Linked DNA regions of Mus musculus: region 2 is linked to region 1. A link is a contact called in public Hi-C data. All regions are on one chromosome and are shown on one strand. The core of a region is the stretch at or near the end of the contact, and the rest is flanking DNA. Distances in the headings are between cores, read along the strand shown.

Region 1 (5,345 bases), core at 88-2,587:
CCACCCACTCCCCCTTTTTGGCCCTGGCGTTCCCCTGTACTGGGGCATATAAAGTTTGCAAGTCCAATGGGCCTCTCTTTGCAGTGATGGCCGACTAGGCCATCTTTTGATACATATGCAGCTAAAGACAAGAGCTCCCGGGTACTGGTTAGTTCATATTGTTGTTCCACCTATAGGGTTGCAGTTCCCTTTAGCTCCTTGGGTAATTTCTCTAGCTCCTCCACTGGGGGCCGTGTGACCCATCCAATAGCTGACTGTGATCATCCACTTCTGTGTTTACTAGGCCCCACATTGTGCCCGTGTTCCTAACGCTTGCCTCATACCCTCTGCCAGGGAGACTGAATCTCACCCAGTGTCCTACAGAGAGCTCAGCACTTCTCTGCTGTCCACCCTGACTCAGGCCGTAGCTGTGCCATGGATGAAATATGCTCCCCCCCCCCTCGCCTGGGCTATGTGTTTCTAACACAGAGTCACTCACTGTGTTTGAGAGAACATGGCTTAAAATATCCTCAGGAGGCCAAAAGTAAGGCTACTTTAAAATATTTTATTTTATATTATATTATATTTATTTTATTTTATATTATATTTATTTTATTATATCAATTTATCTTAATAATTTTTAAAATTTAAATTTCGATTAAAATTTTAAAAATATTAAATTAAAATTTTAATTATTTTAATAAATTAAATTATTTTAATAAATTAAATTAAATTATATTAATTTATTTTAAAAACATATTACTTTGGATTCAGCCCAGCCATAGAGCAATTAGAAAGGTTTTTGTGGTTATTGTTGTTTTTGTTGTTGTTTTCTTAGTAACAGTAGTAACAGTTCCACAAAGAGAAACCCCTCAGTTTCATGCTGACAGCTTGTCTCCTCTCAGCAGGAGAAACTGGTTATACTAGTTTTGAAAAAGAAAGGGCATAAGTCTACCCTAACCTTCACCAGTTAACCTTAGCTTAGAAATAAGTCTCTTCATAGCCCCAAGCGAAGTAACATGGTTATTTATGTAACGATATTACTTACACTTGATACAAGTTTACTGCTATCTAGGGTTAGAATCAAAGGCATTTCTTAGACTGGGGAACTGCTATTCAGGCACAAATGGTTGTGGGCTGCAGTGTGCCACTCCTGTCCCTAGCTGAATCCTATTTAAACACACCCTCCAGACTGAAACTGAATGTACTACTCAGTCATTGGTTCAGTTAAGTAAGAAAACCAGCATTGGGGCAATTCATAGTTTAAATAAGTCATCGAGAATAAAATATCATCAAGCTGAAAATATTCACTCACCTGATGTTGTCACAGCAGCTGTGCTCTCGGTCATACTGGGAGTGTCTGTCAGCCTTAGGAAGGCCTTGCCTACCTCCTGGTATCTCTCAGGCCCACCTTCCCGGGGCCTCTATCCGTTGACACACATTGGCTAGCATTTAAATGATGCAACATTATTTAGTGTCTGTTAATAAAGATAACTAGAGGTCTGCATAACTGCGAGGACCAGAGTGGAATTAAAATCTTTGTTCCAAAGAATTGCCTGCTGTGTTAAATTTACTTCATGTAAACGAAGTGAGCACCACAAGGCAGCACCAAGGACCACTCAACTGGACATAGAGACTGCAGAGGTCAGGGCAGGCGCTGGACTTGGAGAGTAGGAGTGTTTCTAATGCGGGGGTCCCTATGATCCCTTAAGAAAGTGGCTTCTTGTGTACGAACTGCATGCATTGAAAACTTTACACAATGTTTGCGAACTCTGAGGTTTGAAAGGCTGTCAAGCTCGTGACAGCTCAAAGAGTAATGAAAGAAACGTGAGTCGGGAGAAATCTTCCAGGAAAGTGGAATTCGAACTGAACTGCAGTGTCCGTGTGGCTATAAAAGCAGTTACGTGCTTTACAATGCTTTAAAATGCTCTGTTGCTCAGTGACCGTGAGGCAATCCCCAAATAACAAAAGTAAACGCTAGAAAACAAGACCAGGCAAACCCCAGTCACCCTGAAAGCATAAAGGGAGTGTGTGTAGCGCTGAGCAGAAGCAGGAAGCCCGACCACAGCGGAGACAAACTCCAGGCAGATACCGGCTTGGGCTCAGGACATAGGAGAAGAGTAGCTTTGATTCGAAAGTCTTTGGAAATCAGCCCTTATTAAGCTGCGGAGCGGGAGCTGACCACCAGCTAATAGAGAATTGCGGTTCTTTCTGGTGTCCTTGATGCGTCCTCCCCTCCCCCCCCGCCCCCGAATTTAAAGAAATGCAAAAGCTGGTGGCTTCTCAGGTTGAAAATTCGAGTGTGTGGAAATGGAGACACGTGGCGACCTCTAGTGGCTGTTCTGCATAATAGAAACGAAATGTGGAAACAAAACAAAACAAGAAAACACAACTGGAGAAAACATCAAGTCTTTCCCTTCCTCTTCGTTGTCCAGGAGTATCATCAGGTCGTATCTATGACTTACATCCCACAAATGTGTCAGGCAAGCACAACTGTGTTTTGAGAATTTTGAGCCAGCGTCTGAAGATTAAACAATTGTGTTTGAGACATGCAATCTGACAGAGATCTCATCAGGTTGGTTCTGTATGTGCTTGGCTACTTTTCTCTAAGTAGTATTGGGCCAGTCACTGCAGCGCCATGCAGAAACACAAGCTACGATGTTGGAGAGGAGGAAAATAGTTTGGATCCTTGAGCTCTGTCCGACGTCTATCGTCCTTGTTTTAGCCGTTCATTTCTGCCTACGAGTATCTGCCAGCTACCTCTGCTTCAGATGATTGCTACAGGTGATTCCTGCCGATCTCAACAGGAGGGCGAGACTTTTATGGTTTTTTTTTTCCCACGGGAGTTCGCACCTTGTCTCTGTGTTCCTATAGAATGTTCAAACTACTTCCTGTTTTATTTTCTTCATCCAAATGCTTTTTTAAACTTAAGGAAACGCAAGATTATACACATATGACACTCAAAATGACCCACTTGGGGAGGAAGGGGGCAGACGCAAGAGCCAAGGAGTGGACAAGTTTGCAACATAGCCCATGCTTATTCCCATAGGAAGCTGTGAGATTTCTTTAAGGATGAATTTATTCATCATTGATCAAAAGGAGGTATACTTCAATTAAAAAACAGGGTATTAAATGGAAAAAAAACAAGATTATTCTTTGTTTTGTTTTGTGTGTGTGGTTTTGACAGGATAGTAAATGGAGACAAAAAAACAGATTAGTCTTTGCTTCTTTGTGGTTCTGACAGGCTTCAACTCAGGGATGAAAATGGAGGATGGATTGGGAAGAACGGAGGGAGGGGTCAGGATCCACAGCCAGCCTACCTGCTTTCTTGGCTTGAGTGGTCTGTGGGTTCCCAGGAAATGCCTGCTGGGGCTAGGGCATCAGATAATGCCATGAGTCCAGGGAGAGAGTTCTGGATGGAAAGATTTGTGTGATCCAATGAGGGCCATGGCAGGTGGTCTCTGCAGCATTAGAGATGAGACTGGGGATTAGATTTAGGACAGAGGTTGGCTAGATGAATGTCTGCAGTGAGTCTACTTGCTTCTCTGGTTATAGTTGTATATTGGAGTTTGGTGTTGGGATAAGATAGCCAGAGGAGATCTTTGAAATTCATTAGAGGAGGCAGAGATGAAAGAGGGACCTCTGCTGGTGGTCTCCTGTAGAAGTTAGAAGGAGAATGTCCAGTTGGAGTTGAGAGTGGAGGAAGAGGGAAAGGTCTACCTCCTTCTTTCTCCAGAGTCCCAACATTATATTTTAAGAAAGGTTTTCTGATAACATCCCAGAGAAGAATTTATTCAGTTTCTGGATTTAAATGCTTTTCGTTTTTCTTTAGTTTTTGAAGGATACTCTAACTTTGTACAGATTTGTAAGTGTCTATGATTTTCTTTTGTTACTTTAAAAGTGCATTCTTTGTTGAAGTCAAAGACACCTCTCTCACCTCAAAGGGAATAGGAGATTATTTCAGACCTAAATATGAGTGACTGTAGCCTGGGAGCATATATGTAGGTTACCTACAAATACCACATTCCAGTGTGGAAACAATCTCATGAAGTGTTTGTAGTAAAAAAAGAAAGTCTTAAGCCATGGCCTTTGTACAATGTGTTGGTGGAAGCACGAGGTAGGTGGGGTCTAGCCGAGTGGGGAACCTGCTGTAGTCCTCAGTTGCATTTATTCTAAGCCTTTGGGCCAGTGGAAGCTGGGTGCTTGCTTACACATTCCCAAAGGGTTTACCCAATACAAGAGCGTCATATCACACATAGAGGTGGGCATACAGGGCTTCTTTGAGAGATAAACAGTTTGGGGTAACTACTCTCCAGCATCTAACATTCCAGCCCTGCATCTTAATCAGTTTTATAAGATGCTTGACACATTCATGTCTTTTTTTAGGTAATGTCAGTTCATACCTTACCTTGTGGCCTCTATAATTTCTGCTGAAAACTTGGTCCTTGGCCTTGCTGTTCCTTCACCAAAGATACTGCGTGTTTTTACTTTCACTGCATTTCTTACTTTAGGTGTATATTTGTGGGTCTGTGCTGGTTAGGACGTTATTACCTTGACACATGTTATGGTCATCTGGGGAGAGGGAACCTCTATTGGGAATGTGCTTCCATTGAATTGGCCTGTAGTTAAGTTTGTGGGAGCATTCCCTTGATTAATGATTGATGTGGGAGGGCTCAGCCCACTTCAGGTGGTGTCACCCCTGGGCAAGTAGTTCTAGGTTGTATGAAAGCAAGCGGGCAAACCATAGAGTGGAAGGCAGTAGGCAGATTTCCTCCATAGCTCCATAGATCCAGGCTCTGCTCCTGTTTGAGTTTATGCCCCCACTTCTCTCAAAAATAGACTATGATTGGGATGGGTCAGCCAAATTAATCCACTTTTACCTGTCCCACCCCGAAGTTGCCTTTGTTCATAGTGTTTAGGATAGCAGTAGGAAGCAAACTTTGGCAGGGCCTGGATATACAAGTAGGTATCCTTGGAGGCCACAAGGCATAGAAACCTCTGGGACGAAAGTTACAGGGAGTTATGAACCACCAGATGTGGGTTCTGCAAACCAAACCTGGGTCTTCTGCAAAAGGGAAAGTGCTCTATATCACTGAGCAATCCCTCCAGCTCCCATACTATGTGGCTTTGATGTCTGTTTTCAAGACTTGGTTTTGCTTTAGATTGTGATGTGCCTGAAGGTAATTTCCTTGGAGATCTGTTAGCTTCATAAATGTGTATGCTGATAACTTTTAGCCATTTAAAAAACTGACTTTTTAAAATATTTTCGAGTATTGTCTTTCTCCCCTCTCCCCCAGGTATGCCAGTTATGAGCAGCAGACTTTTAACTGTGCTGAGGTGTTTTTTTCCCCCACATTATTATATTT
Region 2 (4,871 bases), core at 630-3,129, 370 kb before region 1:
CAGAATCAACTAGATTTTTGGGAGTAGTATCCTCATTTTTTGTTCTGTACGAACTTGTCAAGGGTCAAACTTCTCAGCGTACAGTGCTCTAGACAAGAGCAGCGAGCCATGTGGTTCGGGCAGCAGCAGCAAGCTACGTAGTGTCATTTTCAAGTTGATTTTCATAATGGCCCACAGAAAGCGCAGAAAACGAGAGTGTGTACTTATTCCATCCATTGTGACATTTAGTCGTCCTTTGTGTTTGTGGCAGGGTTTGATGTCCCTGAAGGTATCTATGCTTTGTCTAAAGCATAGTGTGGGACCTTGTGCGATCGCTTGAACAGTATAACCAAGTAGCTGTAGACTTTTGGGCCCAGAATTCTAAATCACCTTGTCCAGTTTCTCCTTAGCTTTTTGATTCCTTCCTCTTGGTGTGTTCAATGCCCTCTGGCTTTTCATTTACTGTGCCTTTGATTTGCACAGCAAAAACATTTACTATTGAATATTCTTTTTTTTTTCAGTTGTTACATCTCTGTCCTGGTGGAGAAGAGTCCGACCCCCCCTTTTTTTTTTACGGGGAATGAAAATGAGCCTCAGGGAGACTAATCGATTTGTCCAAGGTCACACAACATAACCAGCTGTCCCACCAGGGTCAGATGTGTCATGGCTCAGGGCAAATCCTTTAGTTACCCAGTGAGAGCTGAGGGTAAGCAAGGCACTGTGGAAAACTATAAAGAAGAGGCCAAGGGGGCATTGCTGTCACCTTCAAGAGGTTATATGTTCATAGAGGACCTGGGATGTGCTGCTCACACTCAGAATCCTATGGTGACTCATCCTGAGATGAGTATGAGATGCACTCACAGAATTCAGCAAAAAGGGATTGATTCAGAAGTTCAGGAAGACTTCGTAAGAGGAACATTTTTTTCAGAGCTTAATTAGGGACACTTTCAGAAGTAGGAGCAGGGCTACAGTACTCAGTTACATGGTTCCCTTTTCTAGCCACCCTTGAATTGGTTATGTAGGTGTAGCTGCTGGCTCTCTCGACAGTCAGAGCCGTTGCCACCAACTCCTACCATGGAGCCTCGTCTTATCAGTGTGGGGATAACTATAGTTCTTCCATGAAATTCTTGGGTGTGTTGAGGGACGTAGGTTGTAGTCTGCTTAAGTCCTGGAATCCCTAAGCACTCCAGTCCTGTTTTGTTTTTATCCATTGTGAGACTGTATACTCCTTGAAAGTTTAATAAAAGCCCTGTGCTCAGGTGGTCTGCCACATCAGCTTTAAAGAAAGACTTCTGCCACTAAGCGTGATGATCCACACTCGATCCCCAGAACCCACATAGCTGAAGAAGAAACGGTCTCTGGCCTTCTTCTCATGCCCACAGTGTGGCATACAACATAGTAATGTTAAAACAAAACAAAAGGCCCTGAGCGCTCAGTTTCATCAGAACTTTTAGAACTTTTAGAAACTTACAAGTGTTATAACTTGTAGGATTTCTGACCTGTGAAACCTGTCTGTGAGTCTCTCTGCGTAGTTACAGGCCTTCCAGTTTTATGCTGATAATCTGCGGCTTCTCTCCACCCAGTCTTATGGGTCCAGCTGCTTAGATGGTCTACAGAAGTGCCAAGGGCCCATGCCAGCATTTTACCCTTCAGACTTGGTCTCCCTGTTGCGCCCTCAAGTGGACAGTGCTGAGCTACCCTTCTTCAGTGGCTTGAGAATACTGGTTTCCTTATTCTGCACACGCAGTAACCAAAACAAACCCTGTCAGTTTACCACCTCAGTGGCTCTCGACTGTTGGCCCTCTCCTGCCTTTGTTTGGAATGCTGGAGCTGTTAACTGGTCTCTCAGTACAGCCTTGCAAAGATCTCTTTGTGAACAGAGCCAGGCAGCTTTTCTGAACTGAAAAGCTCTGGACTGACGTTGTTGGTTCTGCTGTGTCGCTGTGCTCTTAGTAGCGCCTAGGCCTTTCCCCTTGGCTCAGCAGGGTTAGTGGTCATGTGGCATTGGCACATCTGTCCAGGACACATGCTGCCACATCCCTCATTCAGCCACTGCCTCAGCTTTGCCGGACTTTTGTGTCCCCACTTGTCCCCAAGACCTGTTATTCTGGGCTAGCCCCCTCCAGGAAGTCTTGGCCTTCTTTTTCACTCTACACCGAGACTAACTTCTGCTGCTTCTCCTCTCTGCCAGCTTCCCCTGGTCTCCATCACCAGCACAGACACAGTGTGCAAGACTGTTGTGTCGTTAGCATAAACTGGCCGCTCTTGGTTGTACTGACTTCTGCAACTGCTCATCTCAAACTGTGTATGGTATGGTGGGTAGCAGGCACTGCGACTTCTGTGAGTCCAGCTACTCCTCCTCGCGTGGGATCGCCTTGTGTATGAAATTTAAGACTAGCTGTAGTAGCACCTGTTCCTAATCTCAACACTTGGGAAGCCGAGGCAGGATGACTTCACGTTGGAGAGCAGTGGGGGCTACAGAACAAGTTCCAGGCTGGCCATGGATGCAGAGTGAAAGCCTTTGCCAACAAACCAAAAACAAGCAAACAGAAAATGGAAAATTAGGTAAAGGTGTTTGCCTAAAGGCTGAAGACCTCAGTGTGATAGGTTGGGAGAAAAATTGTATGATCGTTACACAAACAGATGTAACGGGAGAAAGCAAAAATCATATTTTGAAATATAAATATAATCTGAGCTCAATTTTGTTAAAGTATCATGGTCACCAAACACTGTTTCTTATGTGTGTGGTGGGTACATCGATGTTGAATGAACAGAAATACTTTGCAGATAAAGTCCACAGCATATGTCAGCTGATGGATTGGGACAAAGGCAAGACAACTACTCAGCTCTTCAGTTACCTGACACTTTTGTAATCACCCAGGTGGCTCTCAAAGAATAATCCTAAAATGTCATTGTGTAGTCCCTGGGAATAGAACCAGTCTCAGGAAATTAGACACACTTAACACACATATACTCACTACCTTATAATATATATTTAAGAGTAAGAATCGGGGCTGGTGAGATGGCTCAGTGGGTAAGAGCACCCGACTGCTCTTCCAAAGGTCCAGAGTTCAAATCCCAGCAACCACATGGTGGCTCACAACCATCCGTAACGAGATCTGACTCCCTCTTCTGGAGTGTCTGAAGACAGCTACAATGTACTTACATATAATAAATAAATAAATCTTTAAAAAAAAAAAAAAAAAAAGAGTAAGAATCATTGAGAAGTTTCTGATTTCAAAACGATTCCCTGAGTTGGCTTACTAACAGGCATATTTCTTGAGACGTTTTGACATAGATTTGTGTAGGGCTGGGATGCCTGTTTTGCTGTGTCTGAAGACAGATTTCTCTTGCAGCATTTAGTAGAGTCAGGACTGAAACGCCTGGGTAAACCATTGCCTCCCTGCACCCACCCCCACCCACCGCGAGACGTGGTGAGCTGCCTTCTATAGAGAAGCTCTCTCTAGGCCTCGTCCTTACACTCCTGCTCTCTGTTGGCCTTACTTCCCCTGTGCTTCAGCTACAAGCTGCAGTTCAGATGCAGAGTCCTGTTGTATGCCTGGAGTCAAAGCATTGTTTTTACCCTGGTAAAGTTGAGAAGAACAGACATTTGAGAGGCTGACCAGAAGCTCTCTCCAGTGAAGAATCAAAACCCAATACTCATTTTGCCTCACTCTCCTAGCTAGAGCGCAGCCTGTTGTTTGGGGGTGGGGTGCTGAGTCATGCTTTTATTCATGAGTTTATCCATGCTTTTTTATTACCTCTGCTGGCAGATCACCATCCATTGTTCATGAGCCGCCCAGCTTGTTGACTTTTATAAGTTACATGTAATCAAGCCCTCTTGCAGGTCTGGCTACCATAACTGGCAGTCCCACCAAGCCGGGCTGACCAGTCTGCATTTGTGCTGACTCCCATGTTGGGTATCTGTTCTGCTCGCCAAGTGCCCTTGCCTCCTCCACCTGTACTGCCGATGGAAGAGAAGACACCTGCTTGGGGGTTGGGGGGGGGGGGAGCTTGCAGATGTAATGGGACACCTCCACAGAACTTGGTGGAGAGCTCATTGTCCTTTAGTTTAGGATAAATGAAGGGTTTGAGGGAGTTCGTGATGTCACCTGGGTCACTTCTAAAGGAAGGCTTGCTGTTTTCTTCATTCCCTTTTCCTAGCTGATGACTTAGCAAGTATAGGTAAAGTCCAGAAACTTTGAAAAACAAAAGGTAAGCGCTGTGTTAGAGCGATGGCTGGGCAGTAAGGAGTACTTGCTGCTTTTCTAGATGAGGGTTTTTGTTTCCCCACAGTTTGTTTCGGTGGCTCATGGCTGCCTGTGGCTCTCAGCTCCAGGGGATCTGCCCATCACACATGTGGCATATACATACACAGGCAAAAAAACCACATGCACATAGATAGAATAACTTTTAAAAAGCAAATGTTTATATATTTTATGTATATCTGTGCTGTTTGTGGATATACATATTTGTGTATGTACATATGTGTGTACCATGGAGGAGAAAGGTCTATGCCAATATCTTCAGTTGCTCTCCACTCTGTCTGTCTGTCTGTCTGTCTGTCTGTCTATCTATCTGAGGCAGTATCTCTCACTAACCTGGAACACACTAATTGTCTAGACCAGATGGTCAGTAGGTCCCAGGAATCCCCCTGCCTCTGATTTTTCTTCATTAAAGTTACTGATGTACACTCACATACCTGGCTTTTTAAAATGTGGCTACTGGGGGGTAGCTATGGATTACTCAGGTACTCCAGAGCAAACATCTTACAACTGAGTCCCTGCCCCAGCCCTGGAATCCCACAGCAAAAATCTGAACAACCCTTATGGTCTGATGTAGGTGGGCCTCAGATTATAGTTGGGGAAATAATGATCTTGGTGCAAAGGGAA

What was found. A called contact is a pair of places that touch in the nucleus more often than the background predicts.
Region 2: a Hi-C map of the G1E-ER4 cell line shows a contact between it and region 1, with 2.6 times the contacts expected there. The contact joins the enhancer-like site here to the promoter of Gypa in region 1. A contact is called at or near these places in 5 of 484 Hi-C or Micro-C datasets (B cells, the G1E-ER4 cell line, brown adipocytes and 1 more).

The regions. Positions count from the first base shown.
Region 1 is chr8:80,490,037-80,495,381 of GRCm38.p6, reverse strand. It overlaps Gypa (glycophorin A), which reads right to left and starts at 1,337. Exons shown (of 8, transcript NM_010369.3): 1 at 1,295-1,337. The coding sequence starts at 1,328. RefSeq lists a cis regulatory region at 1,433-1,615.
Region 2 is chr8:80,862,474-80,867,344 of GRCm38.p6, reverse strand. The region is part of intron 1 of Gab1 (growth factor receptor bound protein 2-associated protein 1); the gene reads left to right. Among named protein-coding and RNA genes, the nearest start is that of Gab1, 16 kb to the left of the region's middle. Within about 2 kb of position 1,879, at least 45 of the 459 cell types and tissues checked have an H3K27ac peak or open chromatin away from gene starts, as enhancers often do. A contact at or near this core is called in the G1E-ER4 cell line, where this site is marked.